Regions from separate parts of the Hordeum vulgare genome. Here region 2 is linked to region 1. Evidence: chromatin contacts called from public Hi-C data. All regions are on one chromosome and are shown on one strand. The core of a region is the stretch at or near the end of the contact, and the rest is flanking DNA. Distances in the headings are between cores, read along the strand shown.

The links. Hi-C and Micro-C count contacts between places; a contact is called where the count stands out from the background.
Region 2: a Hi-C map of leaf shows a contact between it and region 1, with 4 times the contacts expected there. The contact joins two enhancer-like sites. A contact is called at or near these places in 2 of 6 Hi-C or Micro-C datasets (leaf and seedling).

Annotation. Positions count from the first base shown.
Region 1 is chr2H:58,952,565-58,958,790 of MorexV3_pseudomolecules_assembly, forward strand. It overlaps LOC123424950 (serine carboxypeptidase II-3), which reads left to right. Exons shown (of 7, transcript XM_045108631.1): 7 at 1-390. The coding sequence ends at 68. It also overlaps the pseudogene LOC123424952. Among protein-coding and RNA genes, the nearest start is that of LOC123424950, 6.9 kb to the left of the region's middle. Within about 2 kb of position 3,922, at least 1 of the 3 cell types and tissues checked has open chromatin away from gene starts, as enhancers often do. A contact at or near this core is called in leaf, where this site is marked.
Region 2 is chr2H:58,991,793-58,998,285 of MorexV3_pseudomolecules_assembly, forward strand. No RefSeq gene overlaps it. Among protein-coding and RNA genes, the nearest start is that of LOC123424950, 46 kb to the left of the region's middle. Within about 2 kb of position 2,674, at least 3 of the 3 cell types and tissues checked have open chromatin away from gene starts, as enhancers often do. A contact at or near this core is called in leaf, where this site is marked.

The sequences.
Region 1 (6,226 bases), core at 2,672-5,171:
TTGTGCTTGTCCAGAATTTCCTCGCAGGCAAAGCGCTCCCTGACTGCAAAGAATGCGAACAGGATTAGCAAAAGAAAAGAAGGTTTTACACTAAAAGATAGTACACCAGCAGGTTTCACAGGTTGTATCATTTGATTCAGTACAAGAAACAAGCAAAATCAAGTAAAGTTAGATACAGAAACCCATCATCAACCCATGCACTCCGCAGACCATGTAACTGCAGGTCAGCAAATGCTTTCATATAGATAGGAAAGTGTATGGTGTAATTTGTTAAGTATGAACATCTATGCCAAAATGGCATGTTGCAATACTGGTGCCTCCAAAGGATGCTGCGCCTCCATGTGTTACAATGACTTACCAGGAGAATGAAATTCATATATTGGCTCCAAACCAAGGGATACTGTAAACTCTGTAATCACAAGCTGCATGGTTTCAGTTGCTGTATCAATTTCATTTAGTACAAGAAACAAGCAAAATCGAGTGAAATAAGATACAGAAAGCCATCCAAGTATCAAACCTACGCATTTCGCAGATCATGAAGCTGCAGGCCAGCAAAATGGTTTTGCTTAGATAGAGAGTATGTATGATGGAATTTATCAAGTTTGAATAGTGATTGCCAAACTCGCATGCTGAAAAGCTTGGACCTCCATGTGTTACAATGACTAACCTGGAGAATGAAATTTATATCTTGGTAACAAAGCAATGATACTAGTACAAAATCTGAGTATTTGCCTTCCATGTGCTGAGAAGCATAATAAAAGCACTGCAACTTTCAATATGACTAAGCCTCAGATATCTCAAGGCATCAGCAACAAGAAATTTTGCCGAAACAGTAGATACTCCTTGAAAAAACTGATGGTGTTTTTACTTCCACGCAAACAAAATACAATCAATGAATAATGACAATTTCTTTTCTATTGCACCGAGGATGAAACTGGGACAGATTATATTCCTCAAATGTGCCAAACAATCATATCCTCAGCACCGCATTACAACCAGTGGTAACACAATATAATGACTTGATGATTCTTACAAGATCACTGAAAAAAATGTATACTCGTGCAAAGACACACTTTCTATTTTTGGATGGCCATTATGGTGGCAGCATCACGCTGTCTGATCTTGTAAGGATCACAACAATGCACAAATGTTGTGACATAAATTATCCTACAGCTCAACCGGAATCTTGCAACTTCGAGTGGTTTAAGGTTGGAGAATCTATCCCTGTCCTTGGCCCTTTTTGCAGACATAAATATAATGAGAGTCAGGGTCCTCCAGAACAAAGCCCTCAGGCAATCTACCGCTCTTAGTCAGTGGAACAGGATCGAAGAAAGACCTTGTTGTGTTCCCCTTGAATCCAGGTCTTGCTGCAATGCATTAAAAAATGATCATGCTACCAGTTCTGTTTTAACCTTACAAGTAAAGTTCTTATGAACTACACTACTGTGAATTCAGTGGTGTTGATTACACAAGTTAAAGCTCGAATTTGCACAAAACGTGGGGTAAACCCTATTCGTGAGCAAGCAAACAGAGATTCTATTTTTATTAAGCAGAGAAAGTTTTCAACATTGCGGACTAAGAAATGAACATGTCTGCAAAGTGACATGATACTAATACGTACGCAGAATGTACAGTACAGTATTCCAACTGCATACTGGTTGGTTCAAGTGAGGAATTCGCGCTGACGGGTCACCATAAGTTATCTAGCAGTTCAGAAACAAAAATTGATCATTATAATCAGTGGCAGGAAATGACATATTAAGGATGCACTACGAAGAAACTTATTCAAACTGCATACCAACATAAAGACTCCCCCTGGTTTAAGTAGCCTACAGTCAGAAGATAACACTCATAAGAATGCAGAAATGCTGAACTTAACAATATATTAGCGCACATGAGACTGCAAGTGATACTTCAATGGGGGTCAAAGTATTAAGAACCTGTCCACTTCCAGGACCATCTGAGCTGCGCTGAGAGGAGCCTCCACACCACACTGTGGAAGTAGCACGACCGCAATGTTGAAGAAGTACCAAAATAAGCAAAAGACACAATGACTGAATGTTACCACTTACCATCAACGAGTCCAAAGTACCTTCAAGAAATGCACAAAAAGAACAAGCGACATTAAGCAAAGTGTGCCAATAGACTCAATACTTATTAGAAAGCCACTGTAGCATGAAGAAACTCACACCTTTATCGATGGCACAATCAAATGATTCGTCAGAAAATTTACTCATATCTCTAACATCCATTTGCATGTCTATAGCTCATAAGGAAATCAACAGAAACTAGATTTCACTTCCCGGACAAAGAGGGAATTTAAAATATTTAAGGATACATTGTAGCTGTGGAAGATCGAAGTACTTCTTTCTCATCATCTCAATTAAAACCGAAGAAATGTCAATGTTTATTATCTCCATGTAGCCATCAGCGGCCATATCCTCTGACATAACTGCAAACAGCAGAGCATGGGAAGAAAATTTAAATTAGCACAGGGAGTGTAATCATCGAGCCTAGATTTAGAAGCGCATCCTAAACTCTATCCAGAAGACCAGAACAGCCCATCGAGGGTGCAAAACTCAACCCCCAGTGTGTATGCATAAGCATTGAAATATCAGTAACACGGATATGACTAATGTAACACAATAGGACACAACGTTCACACAAGTAGTGAAAATCAGATGTGCTGCCGTGTGTTTAACGTGTCGATGCAGTATAGATGGCCTGCACCATAATACTAAATCCCAGAGCAACTTTGGGTTACTGGGGAACAAGTCAGATCAAGGTTGGTTTTTGTTTGGACTATTATCGAACAGAGCTGTGCTGGTTTCAGATGTGTGCTTCCATATTACTGTCCCTACCCCATTTGGCCATGCCAGTTCGCAATGACTGCTTTTGTGTGGCATCAACATCACAACCCTGTCAATTCACACATTGCCAAACTGTAGCAGCATAGCACATTACCCCATCCAGAGTATAATTATCAGATTACTGGAAGTGATATATGTCAGCATGTGGACTGATAGAATGGCATTATCTGATTGCCATGTCGTTATAAACAGAACAGATGCAGGAAGCATTGCAGCTAAATCACCACCTAGCCGAGGAGCTATCCACAAACTATTGCCGTGACAGCAATTTCGACCCCAACAGACGGTGACTGTGCTCTGTGCAAGCAGCTAATCCAAAAGATCACTCGCTCGTTCGCTGGCCCGTGCCAATCACCCCCAGCCCTTCACAAATCACAATCAAGCACCTATTTGAACGGAACCTGAAAAGGCGGAGAGGAAAAGGAAAGGAAATTTCTACTTCCGGAAAACAGAGACGAATGCACAAGCAGTCAAGCACCACCACCACGAGCACAATCAGCTACTCCAGTTCGGGCACTAGGCGAGCGGCAGTCTCGTCTATGCGGAGCAATCGTGAGGGGGAGAGCGGAGGAGGAAAGGGGGGGGAGGACGTACGCGCGGAGCCGCAGCCGATCATGAGGAGGCGGGAGGCCGGCGGCACGAAGCGGCGGACGAAGGGGCGCAGCGCGGCGTAGCGCTGGTACCAGTCGTAGGGCGCGCCGCCCTCCTCCACGTAGCGCGCGTCCCAGTACCCCGCCTCCCCGTAGCTGAACACCGTGCCACCGCCGCCGCTCCCGGTGCCGTCGCTCCTGGTGTCCCCCTCCTCCTCCGCCCCGCGAGGCGACAGCGGCGGCGACGACGACGACATCGCCCGGGGACGGCGGGGGGCGCGGGCGAGCGAGCGGGTCGAGGGAGGCGGGGGTGGATAGAGAGGGAGAGAGGGGGGGTATTAGGTGGGCTGGGCTGGGGGGGGGGGGGGGGGGGGGGGGGGGGGAGTGGGAGGAGCATCGGCATCGGTGCCGGTGTGCCCGAGCTTGGGACCAGCCGCCACCACACGTCGCCGTCGTCGCCAGCCGATGCGCATTTTTCATTTCCCAATTGCCTCTCGGTATTTCTCCGGCTCGTTCTCGTTTGCTGACTTTTCCGTCCGCGGCCTCATTTTCGGTGGATGTTTACCGCGGTTTTGTGGCTTGAATTTTCTCCACATTTGCTTCAGTTTTGGATGTTCAGCCGTGTAACTAATGTCTACTCGGCAGCGACTGCACGTCGTTGTTCTTCCTTCAAAATATCAGTTTTAGAGAAGTTTTTCTTTTGGAAAAATATCCGATGTAATCATCATCAATCATGACAGTACAACGGACATAAAATAATAATAAAAATTACATCCAGATCTGTAGAGCATCTGACGACGACTAAAAACATTCAGGTGAACCGAAGGCACGCCGCCGTCGTCACTCCTCCCTTGCTGGAGTCGGATAAAACTTGTTATAATAGATAGTCCGGAAGTCATTATGCTAAGGCCCATAGGACCAGTGCATCAGAACACGAGCCGCCGTCGATGTAGAGAAGCGTAGATAAAAAAAATCCAACCTAAAACACACCAACATAGACGAACGAAGACTCGACCCGAACGGATCCACCAAAGATACCACCGATAGAATTATGTGAGATTCGTCGGAGACACATCTGCACACGCTCTCCGACGATGTTAGTTGCACCACCGGAACGGGGGCTAGGCGGGGAAAGCTTTATTCCAACTTCAAGAAGCCGCCGCCGTCTCGTCTTTCTGAGGAGGACACAAACTCTAAATTAACACAAAAAAACATCTAGAAACAAAGGAGGAGCCCTTCCGTCGGCAAGGACCAAGATCTGTCGCACCTTCATGGTCTAGGCAAAGGCAATGAGGCTTGGGCGTGGTCGGGTCATGCGGTACGTGTGTGACGTGGGTGTCGGACATGGGGACGTGCGAGGCGAGCGGTGGTTGCGGGAGGTAGTTGGTGAAGCGGACGGAAAGGCCCCGCATATCGGTGAGAGAGAGAAGAGATAGAACGTGCGGGGTAGCTAGGCTACCGGCGCACGTAGGTTTAGTTGGTTCAGCTTTGTAGTTTTTTTTGTTCGAATTTTCTTCAAATATAAAAATTGCTCTAAATTCCTTCGGGGATATTTGTGACTAGGTGAACACATTTTGGAGGTTTTTGACAACTATTTTCGGCCACTTCTTTATGGGCTTTTCAATAATTCATATTTGATTTTTTGTTTCTATTTTTCTTTTTCACCCAGGAATTACTTGTAGTTTGAATTGTCCAATTCAAACTATTTTGGTACACAAAAATAGCAATTTTGATCGAACAACTGCAGTGATAAAAAATACCATCTTCGTTTCAAAATAAGTGACTCAAAAATGACTCAACTTTGTACTAAAGTTAGTATAAAATTGAGTTATTTTTTAGTTACTTATTTTGAGACGAAGGGAGTAATACATAAAGCACTTCACAAAACTTGAACTACAAAAAATAAAGGGGGTCTGGGTTGCCTGTGTGATGTACACATATGTTGGACTCGAGTAGTTGGGACGAGCTTGGAGACTAGTAGTAAAAGTATTTTTTTTCTAGCACTCAAGGGGGGCTCAAACCTGTTGAAACCCTCATAGTAGATTTACCCCTGACTTGAACCAAACACTAATTATTCATGTTCTTAGGCTATCTCCAATGCCGATCTCAAACAGTCTACATACGTCCGGATAATCCGGTTTGTACCGTAAAAGTCATCCAACGCGGGCACGTATCAGTCTGTCGATCGGTCCGGATGTGCTTTTTCTCGCAAATCGAAAGCAAACATGTGGAGGCTTGTGGGCGTTCGGATAGCACACACCCCCGCTTCTGACCGCCCTGGGCCACTCAAAACCCTCCTCCATCACATGTGTCCTTTCCCGCATGGTGCCAAGTGCCCGTGTTCATGCCGATGTCGAGCGTCCGCGCCACATTGAAGCCGGCCTTGAGCGGCGGCGCTACCAATGAAGCGGTGCGTCTGCCGAGTGTGCCACGTGTTTGGATGAGCACGCCTCCTCGCCGCATTCAAACACCTCAATTAAAACCGTGCATGTACAGTTAAACCTAGTGCAACCACACGTTCGTTTGTGGGTCGGTCGACATTAAATACAATGACATGCAAGCACCTCACGCCCACTTGATATTTAACAAAGAGCAAAAAATGCACCACTTTTGCACTCCCCATCTTCTCCTTCCACCATTTTCTTCACCCTTTCGATGGCATCGATGAGATGGGAGAGCAGTTCTGCGGCACAAAAGCCGGCTAGTGGCCTGCTGTAATAGCATATTTCTCCATGTATGTTTTGGTAATTGATGACAATCTCTATG
Region 2 (6,493 bases), core at 1,424-3,923, 38 kb after region 1:
TACATCGTCGCTTGTTTTTGCTACCATCGACAATTTTTGCTGCATGGTTCAGTCTAACGATCAAACATGATTCGATTTGACGGCTCGCGCGCGACCGACCAAAAGTTTCAGCCGGCGAGCCGTCGTAGATCAATGCCCATATTTGTAGTGACCTGAAACGTCTCATATAGTTATATTTATTTACAGAGGGTTTATTAGACGAGCTTAATTGTTAAACCGGAGTTGGCTGAAATTCATGCATGTAGAAGAGCAGTTCAGGTGGCGAGAGAGATCAACGTTACACGAATTCACTTGGAGACGGACTGTGCTTAATCAAAAGAGCAAGAGCCTATCTGCTTCAGGACCTTGTATTGAGGAACTAAAGAACATGCTGGAAGCTTTTCAAGAGGTCAAAATTTCTTGGGCTAGACGGTATGCAAACTCGGCTGCACATAAGTTAGTTAAGTTAGATTTAAGCGAAGAACTTTGTAAGGTGTGGCTCGCTGTCCCTCCAAAATGCAGGGGATTGTTTCAGACGAGATTGGCAGTTACTACTTATTAAATAATAAAGTGGCAGAGTTTGATCTTAAAAAAAAAGCATAACGGTTGAACCCACAGTTCTAAGAAAAATTAGGAGTAAATTGTTCAACCCAATCTTCTATTCTTAAATAGTTAGAACCCACTATCCAATTTTTCTTTCCATGCAACAATGTCACATCATCAAGTTATGCATGTAGTTATAAGTTACTTTCTTTATTAATCTCTTCATGTAAAACATATCTCCATGCATGAATCTTTTCTAGGTAATTAAACAAGATATTTTTATAATAATTTTTTACATTACCATTATTTTTTTAACATTTATTCATATATTTTTTAACAAGTTTTCGCAGCAACGTGCCGGGCATCGTCTAGTATTCGAAATAGACGGGGATGCAAGATTATTCAGAGCACCCATTTGACAGCGATGCCATTCCCGAACACGAAACGAGTGCGCTTGTGTGCTGGACCATCCGGAGGCTGTGGCCGTCTTCCCCACGCTCCATCTCTACGCCGGCAAGCACAGCAAAGTCCTTGTAATTTTCCTCGTCAGCAAAGAGCTTGGCCACGCAAAACCTGTTGTCGCCCATGTTGATGACCCTGAAAATCAGAGGATACCAATTCTTCTCGCCAGGCAGGGTAGCATTGTCCCAGACGTGCTGCCATGTGGGCGCAGCTTGGCCATCCATGGCGGAGAGGTCCACGGCGCATAGGTGGTGGGGTTTTCTGCCGGCCGTGAATCCCAGCCACACGCCGAGTTCGGGGACATGCTCGGCTCTCCCGTAGAAGGGCAGCTCCCACTCCCCGACCTGCCTCCACACGTCCAGGTGCCTCCAGCAGGCACTCCACCCGAGACGGTCGGTAGAATCGAAGCCCCACGTGTCGAAGCAGTAGGTGCCGACCTTGTCGGATGATATGCAGATGGTGGTGCGGCCATCGGCGCCCTTGATGGTGGTGTGGGAGGTGATCACGGAGGGCCGGTATTCAGGTCGCCGGATGTATGGAGGAGGAGGAAGAACCCGCCAGTGCCAGCCCTTGCCAGGATCGGTGGCATTGTAGGACAGGGCCCTGTACTCGAGAACCTCGAAGCAGGAGCGGGGGCGCTCGCTGTTGTCGGGCAAGAACTGAGCATTGTGGACAGCTTCGCCGGGATACCCCTGCAAGACGTCGAGGCTGTCCTGGCCGCTGCCTGGGTGGGCGACAGAGAAGGTCACGGGGTACATGCCTTTGGCCTGGGAGAGGCTGGGCAGTGTGAGGTAGAGGGACCTATCGGCGTCGAACATGGCGGTGTTGCCGGCCTTGTTGGAGCAGACGATCGATCCGACCCTCCCCGGCACCGCCGAGGCGCGTGAAGAGCTCGAACCATTCCAGGCCGGGGTACAGGACGCCGGTGGGGGACGGGTCGAAGCTTGCGATCGGGTTAGGTAGCCGCCGCAAGGTCTTGTACGTCTTCTTCTTCTCGTCGTTGGCTGACTCTTCTGCTTCTTGTATTGACGGGTAGAAAAGATGCTTGGCCGCGTCGATGCGCCGCAGCGAATAAGCGGAGTCGTCGGCCGAGTTCTGCACCAGCAGATTCACGAAACGGCGGCGGAACATGATCCCGATCACAATCGATCTTGCGTGTAGGGTTGGGGCAGACGATGTGCCGGATGCGGGAGAACGCTTGCGGCGGCGGAATGGGTCGAAGCTCGTGATCGGGTGGGGTCACGCGGCCGCCGCAAGGTTTTGTGTCCTTTTGTCGACCCTTCGCATCGAGCCTATAGCTGGCCAAACGGTTCCGGCTAAACAGAACGGCCCGTGAGCTCGCCGACACAGCATGTCATGGACTAGACACGACACGACTTAAACGGATCCGTGTCATGCGCGCAGCCCTTCTCAGATCGTGTCTAGGCCTGAAGGCTGGCCATACGGACCGGCATGGCACGATCCATTTGTATTTTTTATTTTTTATTTACATATTATATATATATATATATAACATATAAAATAGCTTGATAATCCAAAATCAGCCTAAAAACTATCTAAAAAAGGCCTAAAATCGTGTTTAGCATGCACACGGGACGGTCCGTTTAGCTCCCATGTCGTGCCTGGACAAGGGGGCTACGCACATGGGCCGCCACGGTACGGCCCGACTAATATTTGTGCCTAAGCGGGCCATGCCATGTCGGCCCGTTTACAGCCGTACCGTGTTGGGCCAGTCCATTTGCCCAGGTATGATCGAGCCTAAGTGAACGAGCGTTGAACTGGGCCGGCCTATTTAACAGCGAGAGGGTGACCGGTGTACCCGACTGGTGGTATTGAGAGCAATTAGTTAACGAGCAACTTCGTGGACTCCTATCGGACGCGTTTTGCACGCAGCTGAGGTTTCGCACAGGAAACATGGGTTCGTCGGCTTAGTGGGCCGCGCGCGTAATAGTTTTTTTTTCAGGTTTTTATTTTTCGTTTTATTTCAGTTTTGTTTCTTTTCTTTTCGTTTTCGTTCTTACCTTTTCTACTTTTTTTTTCGATTCCTTCTTCAACGGTTCAAAAAGTTCAGAAATCAAAATTGTTTGAAAATTGTAATAACCCTACAAAATTGTTAACAAATCAATTTTTCAAACAATGTTCACCAATTTGAAAAATTGTTCGTGTTTTCAAAAAATGTTCCCAGACTTAAAAAAAAGGATTTGCATTCTAAAAAATAATTCGCAACTTCAAAAGGTGTTCGAAATTTTCAACAAATGTTCTTGTTAATGCTAGAAGAATTTTGTGAATGTGAACACTTTACTAATAAAGGGAACATTTTCTAGAACTACAATTTGCGAACACTTTTTAACAATATTAACAATGATGTCAATGTCAGGACATTTTTTGAAAAGCCAGAACATTTTCTCGAAAAACAAGTACGCTTTTTTAAAAAACCAGAATATTTTTTGAGTATCCAGAACATTTTTTGAATTTACAAACAATGTTTGAAAATGACATTTTTTCTAAATTAGAACATTTAAAAAAAAGAACATTGTTCTAAATTTAAGAACACTGTTTTAACATGAACTTAGCTCAACAATTGAACAAATTTTTGATAATTTGAACCTTTTTCAAAATACCGAACATTTTCTGAAAATACCGAACATTTTCTGAAAATATCGAACAATTCTCAAAAATACAGAATTTTTTTTACAAATTCTGAACATTTTTTAAAGTTATGAATGTTTTTGAAAACGGCAACTATTTAAAATTTAGAATTTTTTTGAAAAAGAAAAAAAATCAAATTTTAAGAACAATTTGCGACCATGGTGTTATTTTGCAGAAGATAAAATAACATTGGAAAAAAGATAAAAAAGAAACACGAAACAAAAAAATAAAAGAAAAGGGAAAAAGAAACATAAACATTAAAAAAGGTATAAAAAAACAGTTCACGAAACCTCCTAGGAAGTTCATAAAACCGGTGGCTAGGCGAACTGGGACGACCCAAATATGGCAAATAGCATTTTCCCTCCTTCGGGAACTTGTGAGTGACCACTCCTAAATATGGCAAATAGATTTTGTTTTTTATTTCTCCGCACACGTTTTCGCCTTTTTAAATTGTTTTTTTTTGGTTTTTCATCGGTCTTTCTTAGCTTTTTGACAAAAAAAATCCTTTTTTCAAAAAAACACATTTTCTGGTTTTTTTCCCATAAGAGTCACGGTGTGTCTCTCGAAAACGGGAAAAACACGTTTTTTTGCGAGAGGCAAGGTTTTACTAACACGAGAGGCACGATTTTGTGCCTCTCGGGAAGGGGAAAAATGAGTTTTCTATTTTTTTTCCATAAAAGGTACGGTTTTGTTTCCTCATGAATCACGGTTTTGCCTTCGTGAGATGCACGTCCGTGCCTCTCACAAAGGGAAAATTGTGTTTTTTTCGTAAGAGGCACAGGGTTTTGCTTCCGTGAGTGGAACGATTTTGCCTTCGTAAGATGCACGACCGCGCCTTGTGGAAAGGAAAAAAACACAAAAAAACATGTTTCCATTTTTTTCTATCGCAAGAGGCACGGTTATATGGTCTGCTTTTTTCATGGAAAAAAATTCGTCTAAACCTATCAACTTGGGATCTAGTTTTGAAGATCTCGACGCGAGAAACCCAATGATGAAATGGTTCAAGATTTAAACGCACAGTTTAGGAGATAAAACGTTTTGAAAATACAGATCAATGAAAAAAGAGAAAACTCCAAAATTACGACAAATGGCACGAATTCAGCGCGCCTCTTGTCGCAACCTGAGAGATGAAAGTGATCTTTGAAATATGTACTCCTCAATTAGTGATTTCGGGTGATCTTCCTTTACCTTTTTTTAGTTTTGTATGCTGATATCTCGCACACGTGTGGCAGGAAAAGGGGCGGTCCGAAAGTCTCTATAGCAAGAGATTGCCATGTTACCGCATGCATGCTTGTGAAAAAAATAGGTTTTTAGTTTTTATAATATTTTTTCTTTGAAATAAAAAAACTGATTGAAAATCCATTTTCATCATTAAATCTGCCTCGACAAGATCTTCGAAACTAGATCTCATATCGCAATTTTGATGACATTCTTTGGTTGAAAGTTATCATGTCTATTGCACATAAACTGCTATTATATTTACACTGAAGTTAACATAATATGTTTCAACTATTTTTATGTTAAAACAAAATTTTGACATATTATAAAAATATAATTAAGATAAAATTACCATGATGAATTATTAAAATTTTCCGTGATCCATTAAATAATTTTAACACAATTCATAATTAAAAAAATATCATCAATTACTTTAAAATGCATGGTCAATAACTCAAAATTTCCTTGAACTATAAAATAAAATTGCATAGTGTATTACTTAAATTTGCCATGATACATGTGCCAAAATTTACCATAGTTCATACAAAAAATATTTTTCATTGTTAGAATACTAGAATTGTGATGGTCAAAATACTAAAATTGCCATGATATAAAGACTGATATTACCATGATGGATTCCTAAAAATTGCCATTATACATGAATTAATTTTTTCATAGTTAATTACTGAAAATTTCCATGGTAAATTAATAAAAAAATCGGTAAAACATAGTTGAAACAAAATGATAGCTTTAAATCTAGAATAAAAAATTAGATGAAACATGTCATGGTAACTTCAATGTAAAAATCGTGACAACTTCTCTCCCCCCCCAAACTGTTCTTGAAACATATCAATATGGGGTCTTTTGAAGTTCTCGTTGAGACGGATTTAATGATGACAACTGATTTTTAATTAGATTTTTTATTTGAGAAATAAAACATTCTTAAGTTTGGAAAACCAAAAAGATTACGTTGATGGCATCTATTTGATGTGAAAAGATGAATAATTATGAAAATGTTTGGAGAATGTTGCTTCGTGCAACACGTGTGACACTTATCATTTGGGTTAGTTTTTTCTTATTTGTTTCCTTTTTCCTGTTTACTTTCTTTCTCTTATTTACGAATTTCTTTTTCTTGTGATTACAAAAAATGTTTGAAAGTTTCAATAATCGTTCTAGTTATAAATTTTGTGGAAAAATTGAAAACATGTTTCCTTTTAATAAAATTGAATTTCAATTTTTTTTCTGTTTTCCAAAAACTGTTGGGAATTTAAAAGTTTCTGTTTTATAAAGAACAAAAATTCAAAAATATTCTGAAGTTTCCAAAATAATGTTCATGTTTCTAAAAATTAATGCTAAGAATAAAAAATATATTCTTTTTCAAATTAGTAAGCAAATTTTAAAAAGATCCCATTTTATTTATTTATTCAAAATTAAATTGTTTGCACTTTAAAAAAAGAAATGCATTTGTCAAAAAAAGGATGGAATTTCATTAAATGTTCAAAATATATTAAAAATTCTCTTGTAGTTAGTTCTTTAATGTTTGGGCTGCCATTAGTCACTAACCCTCACAGCGTCCATTGGCTAGCAACATGCGATCACTAGCGGGGTGGGGGGAGGGGGCGGTCGAGAGCAACTAGTTAGC